Linked DNA regions of Sus scrofa: region 2 is linked to region 1. Evidence: chromatin contacts called from public HiChIP or PLAC-seq data. All regions are on one chromosome and are shown on one strand. Each heading gives the region's core, a stretch centred on a gene start, on an enhancer-like site or on the middle of the called end of the contact. The rest is flanking DNA. Distances are from core to core; before and after follow the strand shown.

Region 1 (2,581 bases), core at 35-2,534:
CAGCCACCTTACAAAGGATGGCTATGGTTTCCAAGGTTTCCAGTGTCTGGACATACCCCATTATATTTTGAACATTAAATTTCCTCTCAAAATATGTATACTGTATATTTTTAAATTGTAGCAAGATGTAGCGATGCACCTCCTAGAAAGAGAGGAAACTGTCCCCTTCCCAATAGAAAAATCATTAAAAAATGAAAGCACTTAATACAGTAAGCTCTTAAAATGCGTTTCCCCAATAAAAACGGCCTATAGTTGATTTCTCTTCAACCAAGAAAAGCAGGAGGCAGAGAAAATGAAACATACACTTCTCTGGCATTCTAGAAATAGCATTTATTTCCTCAACATTTCTGCATGTAAAAATGTGCTATCTATAAGAAAAACAACATCAAAAGACCAGAGAACCTTGATGCTCAATTTAGATGGAAGACAAAAACCACACAGCCTACGCAGAAAAACGGGATAACCCTTCCTAATACCCACAAACTCCAAGTACAAGTTGGTTTGGGTCTTTCTGTTTGTTTGTTTTTAACTGCTTCTGGAAACCTGAATTACACTGCAAGAAAACACTCAGGTGCCACACAAACGGCCTTCTCGGTCCGGGCCCCGCGGTTCCAAAACTGACTCCACAGCCCCTGAGGGAGGGAAATACCCCAACGCCCTGAAACCAAACCACAAGGGACTGCCAGGTCCCGCGTGCACAATGTGGCCTCGCGTGCCCCGCGCGTCCCCCAGGTGCCCTTGGAAGCAGCGGCCCGCGGGCGAAGCCGCGCCCGGTCCCCGCTGACTCCAGTTCCGCCTGCAGGTCCGTCCCTCCCCCATCCCGCCCCCGAGACCCGCGGGACCCGCCGCGCCGGCTCCGCCCCTCGCCTCCCGGCCAGGCCCTGGACTCCAAGCCCTGGGGCACTGCAGCCCCGGGTGCCCAGGCGCGGCGGCACAGGCCGCGAAGGCCAGCCTGGGAGCCAGCGCTGCCGCAGCCCCGTCCAGGCCCGTACCCCAGGTTCTGGCCTGGGCAGAGGCCGCCTTCGTCCCTCACCTGCGTTCCCACCACTACGATCTGAGGCAACTGGATGATGTCAGCGCCCACAGTGTTGAAGACGTCCTGCAGCTTGTTGATAACAGGAATTAGTGCCTCCATGACTCGGAAAACACGGGACCCCCGCCCGGCCGGCCGCGGCAATGAATGGGGCCGGGGCCCAGAGTCCTCCTTCCTCCTCTCCTCCGCCCTCTCCTCCGGAGCCGGCACCCATTGGACCCCGCCCGCCAGCTACCTGCCCCCTCCCGACAGACAATGCGCCAAGGGGGCGGTGCAGAGAAACAAAGGCTGCCGGGAGTTGTAGTTCTATCACGGAGGACTGCTGGAGCCTACAACTTCCAGAACGCTGCGCGAAGCTGGAGGGACTTGAGCTGGGAGAGAAGGGCCCTTGGGGCCAGGATGCTTGGCTGACTTCTGTCAAAAGATTAGGGAGCTAGGCTCAGAGAGTCGGCAGGAAGAGATATATTTATGCCTGTCCTCGGAGCAAAATGGGTGTGAAAATTCCGGGCACGAATACGTACTAAGTATAGCTGAGTCTCTTGTTTATCCAGCACGTCTTTTCCTAATAAGGATGCTTTTTCGTGTGTGTGTGTGTGTGTGTGTGTGTGTGTGTGTGTGTGTGTGTGTGTGTGTGTGTGTGTGTTGGGGGGAGGGAGGATTTGAAAGGCTTAAAGAATAGCTCTTAGCCTCAGATACCCCAGACCAGGTTGGAACACAAGGATTCTCCAGGATATTTGTTGAAATGTATTCAGAAAGAATCTGAAAGTGTCAGAGTTTTAGAGGGGAAGGGCTGAGCTCTCATTCTCTATATTCTGTATAAATCTTTATTCACTGTGGCCTGATTCTTAGCAAAGTGGAGATCTGATACCTGCCTTACTGGCTGTTTGCTAAGTGTCTTCTGTTCTATTCCTAAATGTTTTTCTTGTAAAACAGGTATCTCTCATTTATTGTAAACCTTTGAAGTTTCCTCTCTCAAAAAAAAAAAAAAAAAGGTGACATCGGAGCAAAGACCCAAGGTAGGTGAGGAGAAAGACTACTTGCCCACTTCATTTTTCTACATAGCATGTATCCCCATCTAACATGCTACATATGCTACATACTGACCTTGTTTACTATCTCTCTCCTCTAGATTATTAGCTCCTAAAGACCAAGGACTTTTGACTGTTTAATTCACTGATACATCCGTAGCCCCTGGAAGGTGACAAACAGGATATTCCCAATCGTAGTACCCTCTTAGTTTACAGTCTAATAGAGGGTGATGCCATTATAGACAAATAGGTTAAGTGCTTTAACTGGGTATTATGAAATACTTTTTCTAGCCCGAAGGGGAAGTGAAAGTTCATGCAAGACTTCCTAAAAGTCACTAGATATAATCTCCTTTAGAGCAAGGACCACCTCCAGTAGTGGAAGTTGTGCTTCAGTGGTTAATAGAACTTTAGGTACCCCTAACCTGCACAGCCATACACGGTAGCCCCGGGGAAGGGCATGCTTGATTTGTTCAGCAGGACACATGGTACTTAATAAATACTTTGAACAAATGAATTAAAT
Region 2 (2,581 bases), core at 31-2,530, 210 kb after region 1:
TCACAGAATTCAGGTTACACCAGTTCATGTTCTCCCATTTCCATTTTGTCCCAAATACCACCCTGTCAGTGTAGAAACAACGAACATTTATTCATTTGTTTTTTTTTTTTAAGCAGAAGCAGCCCAGCTCATTAGCTGGCTGAAGACCTTTGTGTCCTCACAAAGGCAGAAGTCTCAGACCATTTAAACAAGAAAACATTCAAACAAGAAAATGTCAAGATTATTTGTTCACAGAGACTTTTATTTTAAAGGGCCCCATTCTTTGTGGGAAAAGAAGTAGTATGTTCTTTAGAATATATGGCACTCTAATTTTTCTGAATATTTATCAATTCTCTCAGTATAATTTTTGACTACTCTGGATTAAGCACATTCAAAGAAAAAAGAGCATGACTAAACTTTATAAGGCTCTGGTTGAAACAGATCCAAAATTACATTAATGACAGTAACAGTATCAGTTTCACAAATAAGGTTGTAAATAAATCCTCCCACCAGTTCCTTTGCCTTCTGAACCTACCTTTGAGTTTTGAGGAGGACAAATTTTCCTAAAAGTGTAAACTCCAACCGAACCAAGGGGCATTATCCTTTTACTGTAATACTCTCAGCCAAGTCATTAAATAGCAATTATTCAGGTGCCATGAAAACAGGAAAAGGAAGGAAAACAGATAGACTAAAGGATTACAGCTCATACATTGTCCTCATACAACACATTCACAATCCCTGTTCTCCCAAAGCCAGCAAGTCACATGTCACTGATTTGATCACATGTAAAAGTATCCAATTACAATGAACAATTGGTATAACGTACCTCCCAAATTTCAACCAATGTTAGCTTTTAATAATCACTGTAGGAGAGCTATAACATTTGCTAATTTAAATATAATTATTCAAATTATATTTAAACCAACACTTACATAGAACTTTAACAAAAACACCAGCTAGAAATAAGAGAGCCTTGAACTGACTGTTAATGACAGTAACGCTCACAGAACACTTACACAAGAGAACTATGATCTGCAAATGGAAAAGTACCCATCCATTAAAATTATTTCCCTTATTTTCTCAATCATTAGGCTATGATTGTAATTCCTTCTCCTTTTTTAAGTATTCACAAAGAGAAATCACATAATCACAAAAATCACCTTAAGACTCCATCAGCTGTTATTTCGTTCATTCCCATCATGTAACTTTATGACTCATTGGGCAAATATTTTCATACAGGAAAGTTCTTCAAATGACAAAACACCAAGTTTCCTTATTCAGTATCCAGAAATTTTACACTAGATCAGGCTGCCTCCTAGAGGCCAACATATATAAAAACACCTCTACATTCATCATAGTATCTTAACAAACATCACATATCTTTGAATTTGAATCTTGATAATAACCAAATGGAACATGCCCCACTTAATTTTATTATTTTAAGTGACCCTTTCTAGTTTCTAGGTAGTTATCTACTTGCACTTAAAAAAACTGAAATAGCTAGGGGAAAAATCTACCACAAAAGAAATCTACTGCAAATCCTAAAGAGAGCAAATGACAAAGATATTCTACTGTCAATCACAAAAATCAAATATTAATAAGTACAAACATTTAAAAATGTATGTAGTAAGTTAAACACAACTCTTGATAGCTTAAATGTCTAAAAGGACTACACTGCTATACTCTTAAAAGTAAATTTTAGGCAGAGAGCCATATACATAGAAGAAAAAGCTCTGGAGTTCCCGTCGTGGCACAGTGGTTAACGAATCTGACTAGGAACCATGAAGTTGCAGGTTCGATCCCTGGCCTTGCTCAGTGGGTTAAGGATCTGGCGTGGCCGTGAGCTGTGGTGTGGGTTGCAGACACGATTAGGATCCTGTATTGCTGTGGCTCTGGCGTAGGCTGGCGGCTGCAGCTCTGATTAGACCCTTAGCCCGGGAACCTCCATATGCCGCGGGAAGTGGCCCTAGAAAAGGCAAAAGGACAAAAAAAAAAAAAAAAAAAAAAACCTTTAAGTATAAAGTTTAATTTTCTCTAGCTGTATAATGTCCTAAACAAAATGCATAAAGGTGTTTCTCAACACAACAAACATAATGAGAATGAACACGTGCAAGCAACTACTACAGTGAAATTCTTGTTCAAAATATTATTGTTAAAAAAGTCTGCAGAACTGAGACGAATAAAACTTAATTCAAGGAAGTCAAATACAATGCAGTCTTCCTCACTTCTTTTTGGAAGCATGCTGCTTCATTGTGCTTGTGTAATAAAAGACTTTGCAAGTGGGAAGTTTCAATGCATTCACACAGGGCAATTCTGCAGCAGAGTTACCCTGGGGATAAATATGCTCTCAGCACAAAGAGCCATTTTAAGTAGGTCAAAGCATCCCCAAAGAGTATTTAGATCACCAGAACCTTCATAAAGGACTTTAATACTCTCTGTTACTTCACCCAGAAAGGAAGAAAAAATACAAAGAATCACAAGATACATTGTTAGAAACAAGAAAATTGAGGAATTAAAAATAAAGTTACCACTAGAAGAATTTTCTGAGATTCTAAATTGAAGTCTAGTCAATTTAAGATATTTACCAGCAAAATATTGGTCA

What was found. HiChIP or PLAC-seq counts read pairs in DNA pulled down with a chosen protein or histone mark.
Region 2: a contact with region 1 is called in an H3K27ac HiChIP or PLAC-seq map of alveolar macrophages. The contact joins the enhancer-like site here to the promoter of DNM1L in region 1. A contact is called at or near these places in 5 of 5 promoter capture datasets (fetal liver, fetal skeletal muscle, liver and 1 more), 28 of 47 Hi-C or Micro-C datasets (adipocytes, adipose tissue, alveolar macrophages and 16 more) and 2 of 2 datasets of contacts at active chromatin or transcription factors (alveolar macrophages and skeletal muscle).

The regions. Positions count from the first base shown.
Region 1 is chr5:41,634,774-41,637,354 of Sscrofa11.1, forward strand. DNM1L (dynamin-1-like protein) reads right to left here and starts at 1,285. Exons shown (of 19, transcript XM_021092060.1): 1 at 1,034-1,285. The coding sequence starts at 1,135.
Region 2 is chr5:41,842,446-41,845,026 of Sscrofa11.1, forward strand. All of the region lies in intron 1 of FGD4 (FYVE, RhoGEF and PH domain-containing protein 4), which reads right to left. Among named protein-coding and RNA genes, the nearest start is that of FGD4, 35 kb to the right of the region's middle. Within about 2 kb of position 1,281, at least 7 of the 83 cell types and tissues checked have an H3K27ac peak or open chromatin away from gene starts, as enhancers often do. A contact at or near this core is called in adipose tissue and alveolar macrophages, where this site is marked.